Linked DNA regions of Mus musculus: regions 2, 3, 4 and 5 are each linked to region 1. A link is a contact called in public HiChIP or PLAC-seq and promoter capture Hi-C data. All regions are on one chromosome and are shown on one strand. The core of a region is the stretch at or near the end of the contact, and the rest is flanking DNA. Distances in the headings are between cores, read along the strand shown.

The links. Promoter capture Hi-C pulls out the DNA fragments that hold promoters and counts their contacts. HiChIP or PLAC-seq counts read pairs in DNA pulled down with a chosen protein or histone mark. Capture Hi-C pulls out chosen DNA fragments and counts their contacts.
Region 2: a promoter capture Hi-C map of liver shows a contact between it and region 1, with 3 times the contacts expected there. The contact joins the promoter of Syne4 here to the promoter of Fbxo17 in region 1. A contact is called at or near these places in 2 of 39 promoter capture datasets (cranial neural crest and liver).
Region 3: a contact with region 1 is called in a promoter capture Hi-C map of adipose tissue, with 3 times the contacts expected there. The contact joins the promoter of Zfp82 here to the promoter of Fbxo17 in region 1. A contact is called at or near these places in 2 of 39 promoter capture datasets (both in liver) and 1 of 9 other capture datasets (adipose tissue).
Region 4: a contact with region 1 is called in an H3K27ac HiChIP or PLAC-seq map of large pre-B cells, with 3 times the contacts expected there. The contact joins the promoter of Zfp74 here to the promoter of Fbxo17 in region 1. A contact is called at or near these places in 2 of 39 promoter capture datasets (hippocampal neurons and liver) and 1 of 115 datasets of contacts at active chromatin or transcription factors (large pre-B cells).
Region 5: a promoter capture Hi-C map of cranial neural crest shows a contact between it and region 1. The contact joins the promoter of Zfp420 here to the promoter of Fbxo17 in region 1.

Annotation. Positions count from the first base shown.
Region 1 is chr7:28,715,424-28,718,315 of GRCm38.p6, forward strand. Fbxo17 (F-box protein 17) reads left to right here and starts at 1,367. Exons shown (of 7, transcript NM_015796.2): 1 at 1,367-1,615.
Region 2 is chr7:30,313,383-30,316,274 of GRCm38.p6, forward strand. Syne4 (spectrin repeat containing, nuclear envelope family member 4) reads left to right here and starts at 1,434. Exons shown (of 8, transcript NM_153577.2): 1 at 1,434-1,704; 2 at 1,880-2,018; 3 at 2,848-2,892. The coding sequence starts at 1,577. Alkbh6 (alkB homolog 6) reads left to right here. Exons shown (of 7, transcript NM_198027.3): 7 at 537-921. The coding sequence ends at 800.
Region 3 is chr7:30,071,465-30,074,356 of GRCm38.p6, forward strand. It overlaps Zfp82 (zinc finger protein 82), which reads right to left and starts at 1,359. Exons shown (of 7, transcript NM_177889.5): 1 at 1,317-1,359; 2 at 565-675.
Region 4 is chr7:29,952,608-29,955,499 of GRCm38.p6, forward strand. It overlaps Zfp74 (zinc finger protein 74), which reads right to left and starts at 1,458. Exons shown (of 6, transcript NM_178384.4): 1 at 1,248-1,458. C230062I16Rik (a long non-coding RNA gene) reads left to right here. Exons shown (of 4, transcript XR_003946630.1): 1 at 1-1,349.
Region 5 is chr7:29,858,598-29,861,489 of GRCm38.p6, forward strand. Zfp420 (zinc finger protein 420) reads left to right here and starts at 1,382. Exons shown (of 4, transcript NM_172740.2): 1 at 1,382-1,496; 2 at 2,419-2,471.

The DNA.
Region 1 (2,892 bases), core at 117-2,616:
ATTGTTTGAGAGACCCTGTTCCAGAAAAATAAAGTGTATGCCTAGCAAGATGGCTCAGTATATGACGGAGCCTGCCCGACACCCGAGTTCAATCCCCAGAACCCACCGCTGAAGGAAAGATGACCTCTGACCCACACACATGCAACGACACTCCCATGCATGTGTTGCACCTACACACAATAAAAACACATAAAAAAATAAATAAGTACATAGATAAATAATGAAAAGTGATTGACAAAGACCCTGGAAAAGACTGGAGAGATGGCTCAGTGGTTAAGAGCGTTGACTGTTTTTTTTACAGAGAACCTGAGTCTGGTTTCTGCAATAGCTCACAGCCATTTGTAACTCCAAGGCTCACAGCACCCCTGCCTGCCTCTGTGGATACTGCATGCATGTGGTTCACATAGGCACAGGAAGGCAAACACTCATATACATTGTCTTGGTTAGGGTTTCTATTGCTACAATGAAACACCGTTACCAAAAAACAAGTTGGGGAGGAAAGAGCTTATTTGGCTCATACTTCCACATTGCTGTTCATTATTGAAAGAAGTCAGGACAGGAACCCAGACAGAACAGGGACCTGGAGGCAGGAGATGATGCAGAAGCAGTGGAAGGTTGCTCCTTATGGCTTGCTCAGCCTGCTTTCTTATACAACCCAGGACTACCAGTCCAGGGACAGCACCGCTCATAATGGGTTGCTCCCCCCCCCCAATCAATCACTAATTGAGAAAATGCCCTACAGCTGGATCTCATGGAGACATTTTCTTAACGGAGGCCCCTTCCTCCCCGATGACTCTTAGTTGTGTCAAGTTAACACACAAAACCACCCAGTACACACACAAAATGAAAATAAATAATACATCTAAAATAATAACAATAGCTGAGAAGTACTGTTATCTGCCTTGGAGCCTATCACTCAAGAGGCAGAGGCAGGGGGATCTTTGTGAGTTTCAGGCCAGCCTGATCTACATAGTGTTCCTGGATAGCTACATAGTGGGTGGGAGATGGGTGGTGGTGGTAGTGAATATATAAGTAAATAAATAAATTTAAGGAGTCATGGGGGGGGGGCGTCGCTGATCTTCCTGGAGGGGAAGGGTTCGCTTAAGCTGAACAGCTGAGTAGCGATTGCTGCGGAGCCCGCGTGTTGAACGGTTCTGCTAAAGACGGATTCTGCTTCCAAGAACCGATCCTGTCTCTGCTTTCATTCTCTGGTTTCAAATCTGCGGTCAGAGCCACAGCTGAGCCTTTCGCTAGGGACCAAAGAATTTACCCTGACGACGGTGTTAGGAAAAGCTGCCTGGGGCGGAAGAGTGGGGCGGGGCGGGTCTCAGGGAAGGGGGCAGGGGAGGTGCCCGGGGTGTCCACCAGGGGATTGGCAGCCACGTTTCAGGGACAGGCGGCCTAGCTCGGCGGCCCTGGGCCGGGCTCACTCAGGCTGCAACGTTGCCCGGTGGCCCCGGGATCCTGAGCATAGAAGAAGACGGTCCACTAGGACCCCAGATCACGGGGCTGACTTCCCGGACCTCGGGTTACTCTTCGACTGCCTCCAGCGCCGGGTAGGGATTGGATCTTCCCCGCCAACTCAGAGCAGGCCGCCCGGTGAGCTCCCGGACAGGTACGGACCTGGGATGGGACTCGAGGGTCGTGTCCAAACCAGCGGCTGGAGCAGTCTGGAGAATGGAGGAGTCTCTCCACTGGCTCTGTGTGCCCCTCCCCGCCCCCAACCCACCCCACCCCAGGGACGCAGTCTCCAGGAGTCTGTACATCGTTTCCCAGACTCTTCCCTTATGCAGTGCACTCTTACACTGAGCTAGCTGTACACGTGCAAGTTGCAAAGCTACAAGTCCCACTGAGAAGACTTTACATTCCGTGTGTGTGTGTGTGTGTGTGTGTGTGTGTGTGTGTGTGGTTTTTCTTTTTCTTTTCTTTTGTACCTCTGACTGGCCTTGCTATGTAGCCCAGCCTGGCCTTGTACTCAGAGATCCCCCTGCCTCTTCCTCTTCAGTACTGGGACTAAACCCGTGCGCAGCCACACCCTACTATTTTTTACTAACATTTAAGATAGCATACAAAGTAGTGGGCTTCATTTCCCACGTTTCATACATACTTTGTTTTTATGGAACTAGGTCTACCGGGTCGATGGTGGCAGGAAAAAGTGCCTGCCGCCAAGCCTCCTGGTGATTCTCAAGACTCAGAGTTAAAGGCGAGAATGGAGACCCACGTGTTGTCCTCTGACCCACACACTAACACGCATACACATCAAACACTTGCGCAACAATAACATCTTACTTTTTATTTAAAATCAAATTTAAAAAAAAAAAAGAAGAAAAGGTTCTCCCAGCACCCCCTCTCGCAGCTCTACCCATGTCCCAAATAGCCAACCGAAAAGGGGGAAAAGAAATAGCCAGCCCAGACCAACATGTAGGCCCTGGGCCGCGGCTGGATCACTCTGGCTGGCAGCCCCTTTGCAGAATGCGTGCTTCAGGGTCTCAGGCTGTTTCCTGACTTAGCTACATTGATGCATTTCAGCTGTGTTTATTCCTTTCCGTGTAACGTTTGTTCTTCTGAGTTCATTTCTTCAGTTTATTCCACTCCCTGTCTTGGAAGTATAAATAACACAAATCTGATTTTAGTGGTTTGTTTTGTTTTGTTTTGTTCTGTTTTTCGCCAGTAGCCCTGGCGGTCCTGGAACTCGTTCTGTAGACCAGGCTGGCCTCGAACTCAGAGCCTGCCTCTGCGCAAATCTGATTTTAAACAATGACCGTGTGCTGACTAGTTTTATGTCAAATTGACACAAGCTAACATCACTTGGGAAGAGGGTCCCACAACTGAACAGATGCCCCCATCAGTTTGGCCAGTAGTACATTTTCTTAATTAGTGATTGATGTGAGA
Region 2 (2,892 bases), core at 184-2,683, 1.6 Mb after region 1:
TCATAGAGTCTTCCTCCAACTCTCCGAACACCCTGGCCAGATGTTAGCTCCACTCCCTAAAGTTCCGTCTTTTCCATCTCTTCTACCCAGGCAGGCTTGCTGTAATACCATTCCTGAGTAAAGCCTCCCTAACAGCCAGAGTCCCGGGATAGGCCATTCCCTTTAACCTCTGTATTAGAGCCTGACCCCAGCAGTGCACCCCCAGATTAGCTCTGCGTAAGTATCCCTAGGACTGCCCATGTCTGTCCCAGCCCCTCAGATGCCAGCTGAAGCTCCCACAATGTAGTAGCCCTTTATGTCTTAAAATGCAGCATAGGCCCTGTCTCCTCCCAAAGAACTGGACACACACACACACACACACACACACACACACACACACACACGGCGGGCCAATAGTCTTGTCCCCAGAACCTATAGATTACCACTCCTGAGGGCCTGCTGACCCTTGTCCCCTGACCAGCTACGGATGCCCGCTGACTTTTCACACACTCCCAAACTCTGGATATCCATTTACCATTATCAACTGATTCCCGCAGCCCAGGCCTCCTCAACGGCCCATCACCTCGCTGCTGGTGGAACCACGGAGCCTGCTGGTGCTCCGGGGCACAGCTTACACACGCCTGCTCCACGGCATCTCAGCTACCCGTGTGGATGAGCTGGACGCCACCTCGCTGCCACCCAATGCCACCGCTTGCAAGTCAGCGCTGCCCGGAGCCCACCTGGTGCGCGGCACCCGTGTCTCACTGACCATTCGCCGCGTGCCCCGTGTGCTGCGCGCCAGCCTCCTGCTGAGCAAGTGACCACCAGGTTCTAAGACCTTGGAACCCTAGGGCAGAGGTAGCTGTCCAGGGTTATTTATTTCCCCAGTAACTATGGAAACCATGGAGAAGACACCATTCCAAATAAACAGAAAATACCTTTACTCGTTTTGGATTTTTTTTTTTTTAACTAGATGGGAAGAGATACTTCAGTTTCTTTCTCTCTGCCCCCCCCTCCCCCTTCAATACTGGAGATAGAACCTAGGGCTTCTTGGATGCTAGACAAATGCTGTACCACTAAACTACAACCCAGGCAACAATTGCATTATTTTTTAGTTTTGCAATAGGGCTTCCATAAGTTGCCTAGGCTGGCCTTGAACTTGAGACCAGCTTGCCTGAGGTGACAGGCTTTAGCTGCCAGGTGCTGGGACTTTTTTTCAGTATCCTTATACCTGAGACTTTAAATGAATGGGACGGGCCCTGAGACACAGGTGTCCCTGAAGGTGACAGGATCCAAGGTCTTGAGATGGGTGACGTTTTCTCTCAAAGCCCCACGATGGCGAGCGGGTGGTATTGGAAGGTTTAGGTTCTCCTGCTGGGGAGGAAGGAGTTAAATGCCTCCGCACCTCAGCCAGGCATCAGATTTCTCTAGTCCAGGTTCTTCCAGGAAGGGGTGGAGCTAGGCTGGCCCCTGGGCCCCTCAGTAGCCTCGGACTTAGGCTGTGAGTCCTGCTGAGAAAGCATGGGGGTCTGGACTGTCTAAGAAAGCGGCTGCTGTTACTGGACATCCTCACCTGACGATCCCCAAGTGCACGGCCATGGCCCTGGTTCCACCTCTTGGCCGTGAATTCCCGCCAGAGCCTGTGAATTGTCCCCTGGCAGCTCCTAGAGAGCTGGATGTTGTCGGAGGGACCATCTGCCCTGCACCTGAGGAAGAGACAAGCAGGTGGGGACTGGGGCTTGATAGTGGTTCCGAAGGAGGGAGGGAGGGAGGGAGGGGTCTGTGGGAAGGGCCATGTGTGACTGACTGAAGAAGGACATGGAGAAAAGTGGGCATATGGTGAGGTGGAAAAGGAGACACTGTGCCTCACAGGTGGCCCATCAACCTTTCTCCTCTCTAGGCCAGAGCAGGTCCAGGCCTCCTTGGGCCTGCCTGAGCATTGCATGGGTGAACTGAAGAGCACTGAGTCTGCCACCAGCCCCTCAAGACTCCCCCTGGCCTCTTCCCATGAGCATCAAGACGGGGGCAAGCCCTGTGAGGTGAGCTGAGCACACCCTCTGTTCCAGTCCCACTTCCTGTCTGTCCCCCGGAATCTGCCCCTTGCTCAGATGATATGATTCTGGGGGGTGCTGTGGAGGAAGGGACACCGTAAGGACATCTGGTTGCCAATCAGTATTTCACTTATTTTTAATCGTTTTGTGTATTTACTCTGTGTGCCTAAGTGTGAGCAGGGATACAGGCACATCATGCGTGCCGGTGCCAGTGTCTCTCAGTCACTTTCCACTATGTGACAGAGTCTCCCATTGAACCTGGCTAGGGTGGCTGGTGAGTGAGCGCCACGAATCTGCCTCCAGTCACTGACCAGCCGGTGCCACATGCTTGGTTCTTTGAGCACTTGCTTGTACAGCAAACATTTTATCAACTGAGCCATCTCCCCGGTTCCCCCGACCTCCTTATTTGAGATATGCTTTCACTGTGTAGCTCAGGCTGCCCTTGAACTTTCAGTTCTCTTGCCTCAGAGAACTGGAGTTACATTTTATCATCTCCAAGCTGGACATATTTCCACGTTTTACCAAGTAGGAAATGAGAATTTTATTAATAACCCCATTCCTTTTGGGGGTACTCTGCTCCATTATCCTTCCTAGTTTAGACCCATATAAAGACCTTTCTAGAAGGCTCGGGAACCTGGAAATCTTAAATTAGATGTCTTCAGCCTTGGTGTAAAGGGCTGCCAAGTGGGAGCAGCCCAAATGTTGGTTCTCGAATGGGTGTGGCTTCAGAGAAACATCCACAAGGCAGCAGCCTGCTTGGGAGTAGGGGTAGTGTCTTGGCCCATTGGCCCTGATTTTGGTCCCCTGGAATCTCCAGCACTCTGACTCTGGTTTGGAAGTACTAGAAGCTGAACAGGACAGT
Region 3 (2,892 bases), core at 109-2,608, 1.4 Mb after region 1:
CACACCAGAAGAAGGCATTAGATCCCATTACAGATGGTTGTGAGCCACCATGTGGTGGCTGGGAATTGAACTCAGGACCTCTGGAAGAGTGTTCTTAACCGCTGAGCCATCTTTCCAGCCCCCCCCTTTTTTTTTTTACAAAAATAAATCTTAAAAATAAATGTACATCACAATTAAGTAGATACCCATACACACCACTCCCTTGGTGTTGGAATCACCCCTAATCACCACATTAACAAACAGCTGCTGTTTACTAAGCATTTGGTATTTATGAATATCAGCAACTGTTCTAAGAGCTCTACAGCATAGTATTAAAAATAAAACCCAGCTATAAAAATAAAGCCCGATCTCCTTGGAGGGAGGGTTGTCGTCCTGTCCCCCCCCCCCAAAAAAAAAAACACTGAAAAGCGGATACGTATGTACGTACAGGCACTGGGTGGTGTAAGGAGTCAGGCTCTGTTTCTAAGAACCAGACATTTAAAAATAACAAATGTTCTGATCCACTAAAAAATTAAAGTGCCTTTCACAGATCCAAGAGGTAAGATTGACCCCCCCTGACCTTACCTTTTAAACAGGCAACAGCGATTTATCCCTCCCCTTCCTGTGAGCACTTAAAGGCAGGCTGGAGTAGGAGCGAATGTTAACGTCCAAACTTTTCTCGGAGCCTTGTCCAGCCTAGTTAAATCAAAGCACAAGACACAACCAATCGGTCACCACCACCCATCACTCACACCCGGGAGCGAGTTCAGCTGTCCTGCCCTGGTACCTAAGAAAGGCCAGGGCGGCAGATGGCCAGGAAGTTTACAATAGCTCCCTAGGTGGATCGCACACAGCCTGTCCAGCGAGTGACTGTATCTGAGCACGTGTGGCGTGTTGGGGGTAACCCCAGGGAACCAGCCAAGGGTGTGTGTGTTGGGGATCGGGGACCATCTTTCAGACCCCTCTCAAGACCCGGAGCTCTTTGCTTTGTTTACTGGGAGTCTTGTGTGTTGCTCAGGTGAATGGCTGGGGAACCATTCCTCTTTGGGACTGATGTGGCTACACCGCAGCCGAGCCTGGGGCCAGAATCACACACACCAGGACCTCGGCAACCTCGCTCACACAACCGCTCTGCACCCCATTCACTCGCACAAATGCCATCACGCCGTGGCTTCCGGGCCGCACTCAGTCGCGGTGGCTGCCACCCCGACGCCCTGCCACGCCCAGCAGGCACAGCTCGCCACTGTGGTCCCCACGCAGCAAGCCGAGGCGCGGACCCAGTATGAGGGGCGCGGGGCCTCCCTGTCCCCGCCCTTACCCCCTGCTCCCTGCAGCACCTTCACTAAGTTCACGGAACTGGGACCCAGGCTCGGCTCAGTTGCCCCGCCCCACGCGCTGAGGTGACAGTGGCTGCATCTCCAGACCCCCGAGAGCCTACAGGGCGTTGCGCGGGGACTGCTGGGAGGGACAGCCGCACGCACCGCGTGCGCATGCGCCACACTCACTGTGTGCTCCGTTTGGGACCAGGACAGGGAGAGGAGCAGAACCTCAACTCTGATTAAGTATTTGAGGAAAATCGGATTTTCGTTTGGAGATTTGTGCATTTGATATAGTCATGTTTGTTGTGGAGGTGACTGCAAATGACTACGTCTTAGAATAAGATTTTAAAGGACATTCCTATCATGTAGTTTGCTTTTACCCAGGTTCTTAAGATTTTCTTCTTTCTTAACCAGGATTTTTTTTTTTTTTTTGGAGAGACAGGGTTTCTCTGTGTAGTCCTGGTTGTCCTGGAACTCACTCAGTAGACGAGGCTGGCCTTGAACTCAGAAATCCTCCTGCCTCTGCCTTCCAAATGCTGGGATTAAAGTGCTGGATCATCAACTTAAATACCTTTCGTTCCTATATTTTTAAATTGCCAGAAAATAAATAATAAAATGGTTGAGCTGGTATGTGCCTATATTCTTATCACTTTGAAGGCAGAAGAATCACTCAAAAGTTTGAGGCCAGCCTGAGTTACATAGTGAGTTCCAAGCCAGCCAGGGCTATATAAGACCTGGTCTCAAGTATATAAAGTAAACGTGATGGTTAAATTTCTGATTAATTGATCATCTATAATTATATTCTCTAATGCTACAGCTTGTGGAAAGTTAAGCCTTTCAGTAAATAGGGATAACAATGAATACTAAGCAGTGACTAACGAAGGCACAGCCCTACCCTGATAAAACAATGAGTCAGGTGGTAGAATCACTCCCACATGGAACATGCTATATAGCACATAAACATGATTAATTAAAAAAAAAAAAAAAAAAAACTCGGGGGCTGGTGAGATGGCTCAGTGGGTAAGAGCACCCGACTGCTCTTCCGAAGGTCCGAAGTTCAAATCCCAGCAACCACATGGTGGCTCACAACCATCTGTAATGATCGACTCCCTCTTCTGGAGTGTCTGAAGACAGCTCAGTGTACTTATATACAATAAAAATAAATAAATCTTTAAAATAAATAGATAAATAAATAATTCTTAAAAAAAAAAAAAAACTGATCTCAGGCAGAACTTGCCATCTCATGAAATAAACTACTGATTATGATTACTCTTGGGGAAAATAAGGTCAAAAGGTGTTGTTGTCTTATTTATGTTTAAATCTTCCATGAGAAAACACACCTGTTTTATTTCTAGTTTTAAAATTAATAACTTTCAAGCCAGAGAGATGGCGCAGTGGAGTTTGCTGTGCATTCTCTGGGAACCACATGGGAGAAGGAGAGAACCAATTTCCCCTGTGACCTCTACACCAGGGATGCTGTACAAACTAAAACTTAAAATAATCAAATGTGGCCGGGCATGGTGGCGCACACCTTTAATCCCAGCACGTGGGAGGCAGAGGCAGGCCGATTTCTGAGTTCGAGGCCAGCCTTGTC
Region 4 (2,892 bases), core at 208-2,707, 1.2 Mb after region 1:
AACTTTACATTGGGTATAATTATTTAGATTTTGGAAGATTTTAATAAGGATATGCTTGTTAACATATCAACTCCACTTCTAAAAGCCACCCGAAGAGAGGGAGGAAACAAGAGGAGGTATGAGGGAGGAAATGGGGTACATTACAGCATTGCCAAACAGTTCTGCATGAACTTGGTTTATAACTTCAAGAGGTTGAAAACAGAAATTAATCAGGATATATATATGTGTGTGTGTGTGTTGTGTGTGTGTGTTTAAATGGTATACACTTGAAATGTGTAATTGTTGATGTCAATATGTTAACAACATCAATGGTTAAATAAGAGCCGTAAGTTACAGAACTGTATATATGATGTTACTGCTCTTTTTTTTTCTTTTTTTTAGATTTGTTTATTTTATGTGAGTACACTGTAGCCATCTTCAGACACACCAGAAGAGGGCATCAGATCCTATTAGAGATGGTTATGAGCCACCATGTGGTTGCTGGGAATTGAACTCAGGACCTCTGGAAGAGCAGCCGGTGCTCTTAACCACTGAGCCATTTCTCCAGCCCGTTACTGCTCTTTTAAGAGGCCATGCTCTTTATATGAGCACATAAATGTACGCGTTCATGCTCACGAGTGTAAAGAAGTCAATTTGTCAGGAGCTGCATGACTGACTAGGAGAAATAAATAATTTTTAGTCTTTGGGCTTTTCTGTATCTTGCTATTTGGGAAATGGAGTTGGGCTGCAAGGCAAATGAATTTCGCCTGTCATGTACACAAGACAGTTTGTCAATACAGGAAAATAGTCAAGTCCTGGAGATACTGATGCTTCATATAAAAATATTTTCAATTATTATAAACGGCTAAAGGTAGCACTCGTTCAAACGCGGTCTTCACACATCTCCACACAATCCTACCCGCCTAACTTCCACCCACAGAGTTTTTCATTAATGCATTCATTCATTATCTCAGCCATCACATGTGCACCCACGTTCGTAAAGGCACATAAAGGATAACGAGCAAATTATAGTCACATCACGGCTGCTGCAAACCGCAGGCATCCCGTCCTCTACCCACACCCGCGACCGCTCTACAGGGCCCTGGCTTCCACCCAGCACAAAGAGTCCTGGCCTCCAGCTCACGGCTTCCGGGACTCAACGCTGAGCCGGGCCACGGGTCTCGATCCCCCAACCCGACGCCGCCCAAGGCTCACAGCCTCCGGGCTACGGCCTGGTGCTGCTAGGCTGGGAAAGAAGACCCACAAACCTGGGTCCGCTAGGCGCAGGGTAGCACTTCCCAGAGGGCCGCGCGGCTCGCCGGGCGGGTCTGGCCTTCGGCGTGCGAGTCAGGAGAGTGGCCAAGGCTCGGGTAAGGGCGCGGCGCTGCGGCAGGGGGACCGGCTTGAGCCTGGGCGGGTTTTGTAGCAGCGGCTACCCCGCGGCCTGGCATTCACAGCCTGGGGGTGCAACTTGCAACTGAGAAGAATCCGAAAGGATCCCTTGCGTTCTTGCTTTGAACTACATTTCCCAGAGCCCTTCGCGGCCCGAGACCTGTGCTCACCCAAATGAAAAACTGGCCCTCGGCTATGAGACTTTCAGGGTTAGGGAGTCTGAGCCAGGAAGAGAGCACGGCTGAGTTTGTTTAGTTCCCTTGGATCAGGGCTCTCTCCCGAGATTGTCTACCTCTTTATGATGGGGATGGTCCTCCGGAGTCACAAACTCTTGGTAGCAGGCAGAAGGAGGAGTTACGTGAATACGTGTGTGTGAGAACTAGACTATGGGGTCAGGGTGTGGAGTTTATAGAGTTAAGAGACCTTGAAGTTCAGTGACATTTAAAACTGTGTGAATTTGCAACCACTTTTGTAATCATGGCTGGGTGTTCTCTTGCAGCGTTTCATTGCTATCTTCCAATTTTGTCAGAAACATGCTTTTGTCTATACTTCGTAGACTCCTTGTTCTGACCGACAGTGTTACTGGACTGTTAACGTAGGATTGTAAACACCATTGCTGAGCAATGTCTACATACTAACTAGATCCTAAGGAAACGGAGCCATTTACTAGTCAACTAGACCCTTGTACCAGTTAGCCGTTCTCTCTCCATCAAAACAAAACAATCACCACTGGGGAGGGGGACGTTATTAGATATACGTTTTTACAAATACTTTCCACCCTTGCTGTAGGAGTAATTTGTCCTTTTATTGTCCTGATAATACTCTTTAGTGAACAAGGGTTTTTTGTTGTTGTTGTTGTTTGTTTGTTTGTTTTAAAGGTTTATTTATTTCTACTTGACGTGTTTTGAGTATTTTGTCTGCAGTTCATGCATGCAATACACAGAGAGACCAGAAGGGGGCATCCGATTCCCCGAAACTGGAGTGGCCTGTGCTTGTGAACCACTCCCTGAGAGTTCTGGGAATGAAACATGGGTCCTCTTCAAGAGCAACAAGTACTCTTGATGCCTAATCTGTCTCTCAGCCCCTGCTTTAGATAGATAGTATAGTGTACATAGTTCCTTTATCATAGTATTTAAGCAACATTATTTTATTTCACACAGAATATAGAACTCTAAGCAATAGTTTGTTTCTCTTTTCCTTTCATAATATTGTTGCTGTCAAATAAACTTCTTGAATTTGCCATCGCTTGACATGTAGCCCAAACTGGCCTCAAGCTCAGATAAATCGCCCAGCTTCTGTTTGACAGGCCCACCCCCATCCTAACTTTTATTTTCTGTCTATCCCAGCACCACAGATAGCTTCTCCCATACAGTGTTGGTTCCTAATCAGACACCACAGAGAATTCCATACACAAACACATATCCATGATTCTAACCCTTCAACGTTTGTCCGACTCAATCTGACACTCTCCACAAATCTACCACAGCACATTTAAACATCACAAATATCATATATACTGTG
Region 5 (2,892 bases), core at 132-2,631, 1.1 Mb after region 1:
TTGCTATTCTTTGCTAGTCACCGTTTGTTGTGATTTCGTAGAGAGAAACACACCAAAGAACTTCCGGTGGCATTCCAGTGGCTTCTTGCTGCTTCTGTGGACTCTGGCCAATTTGGAAGAGCCTTGAGGTTTCTTCTGGATGGACGCAAGCCACTGCTATGGCTGATTCGTGAATATTGCTTACAAGTGAGTCGAGCTACCACTGCTGATTCCTGTGAATTGAACTGCCTGCTGCTATCCTGACAACAAAGACTGGGATTGCCCCAAAGAACTATTTCTAAACAGCCCACATCCTCCTCTGCCCTATTAACCTTTCCTTTCCACTGCCTCTGGTGGGTGGTAGGCTAGAAGGGAGGTTAAAGCATTTAAGCACACTTAAGTTGGTTTTGAAAAATACAAGCTTACTGGAAAAAAAAATATATATATATATATGAATGAGAGAGACAGAGTCTTTCTGTGTAACCCTGAGTATCCTAGACTTTGTTCTATAGACCAGACTGGCCTCAAATTCAGAGATTCACCTAACTCTGCCTCTGGGAGGAAAAAATACTTTTGTTTTTTCAAGACAGAGTTTCTCTGTATTGCCCTGGCTCTCCTAGAACTTGCTCTGTAGACCAGACTGGCCTTGAATTTAGAGATCTGCTGGCCTCTGCCTCCCAAGTGTTAGGATCAAAGGAGTGTGTCAGCCCTGCCTGGCTGAAAAAAAGAAAAAAACACTTTTAATTAGAGGCTTGCAGACAGTTTCAGAGGGTGAGTCTGTGGTCAACATGGTAGGAAATATGGCATCAGGCAGGCTCTGCCCTAGAGCAAGTAGGTGAGAACTCACATCTGATTCTAAGGCCTCACTTGGGCTTGAACCCTCAAAGCCCACCTACAGAGGTACACCCCTGCAACAAGGCCACATCTCCTAACTGAGAACCAACATCCAAATATATGAGCCTGTGGGGGCCATTCTCCTTCAAACCAATGAAGTGGAAACTTAAGGGTTCTTTGAAAGTCGTTTGGAAGTGGATACAGGTGAAAGATAACACAGATCATCATGAGCAACTAGTCAATTATTCCAGAAATATGTAGTGACCCTTCACAAACAAACTACAGTGGCTGAATCTCTGTTGAGCAACCCCACATGTGGTATAAAATCTCATTACCACAGGTATAAATCACCTCACAAATATTGCGATTGGGGGGAGAGAGGGAGGAAAGAGGAGCGGTTTGGAAGGAGAGAGGGGGAAGGGAGGGGAGAGGTGGAAGGGAAAGAGGGAGGGGTGAGAGAGAAGGTGGAGGGGAGGGAGGGGGGGGCAGGCATTGGCCCCAGCCATTGGACTACATTTCCCAGAGCCACCGGGAGCAGAACGCCGTTTCCGTTTCCTGGCGAGAGTTCGGGGTACTTGCGTCACGAGAGGGTTGTGTCTGGAGGATCTCCTAAGCATCCCATAGAGCAGGCTGCCTGTAGTGGAGCCCGGCGCAGGAGGCGGGACCCTGAGCTTCCCTCGGAGGTGAGCGTGCTGAGGAACGTCTGGAGGACGTGTCTGTGGCATTAGGTGGCGGTGTCTCCCGTGTATACGCCACAAGCCTGTGCTTTTGGAGCCTGTTGCGACCCTTGGTTTGTGGTTGGCGTGCTGTGTGTGAATGAGTTGTGACACACAAGGGTGTGTGTGATTGTTGCTTATCTCACTAGAGATGTTTCTGGGACTGATGGTGTCGGCCCACGTGTATGGTGGAGAAACGGTGCTGTTATAGCGAGGTATTTAGATGTTTATGTCACTCTGAGGTTGTTGATGTACCTGGTATCCTGTGCATAACTGGCTTGCCTCGGAAGACATGTGTGATAGTGTCACTGAGATTACGATTGCTTGTTTCCGTCGCCTGTGACTTTTATAGTGTTCTCCCATTTGGGTGACTGTGTGAGTGCGTGTGTATGAATGTATGCGTGTGTGTTTATGTGTGTACGTGTGTGTATGTGTGTGACTGTAGGATGCTGTGTGCTGTACTCATGATTGTAAAGAAAGTAGAAGTTCACCCTTGTAAAAGAATGTCGCTGACAGTATTTGTCCCTGACAGAATGTTTGGTTATTGTACATGCTTGGGTCCTATATACGAGTTAGTGCTCCAACGGTGTAGCTCTGACAGTGTAAATTGTGACACTAGCAATGTGACTGTGGAAATTTTCTTGTTTCTACCTGTGATCCTTCCCTGATGTGGTAGGGTACAACGGTGAAATTTTGTTGGAATTCATGGGGGGTCCCCACCATGAATCTACCAAAGGATCCTGAGTTGCTTGTGACTTTGTCTCTCCCCAATTACTCCCAGAATGTAAAGACTTAACCCCTCTGTGGGGACGGAGGAAGAGGTTGTCTCTAATTCAGAGTATATGGCAAGAACAACATAGCATCTCATTTAACTTTTTTATTCTCAAAGTACAACACAGAAGAGGAAAAATGGCCATTGTCCATCTAGAAGGGAAGTTTGAGGTAAGCAGATATTTGTCTCCTCAACAGCCTTTATCATGTCAGAAAACGATCTTTGTTTTACTTTATTGTTGTTTTTGTGACTGTCTCCTACCCAAGTCTTCTCTTATAATGGAGGAACAAGGCAATTTATTTATTCCTATTTACTTATTTTTGAGGCAGGTCTCTGCCTGGTTTGAACCTCTTTATGTAGTACACACTGGCCTTGAAATCATAAAGACCCATCGTCCTCTTCCTTCCAAGTTCTGGGTTAAAGGCATGCATTAACTCAATGGCATTTGATGTTTATATTTTGAGAGTAATGAAAATGTGTAATTTGTAATAGATGTTTTCCAATACTGGATACATTTATAAAGAATGGATTTGATGCTCAAATTAAAAGAAAGAGCATTCTTGTACTATTTATGTAACTTTTGGGAGAATT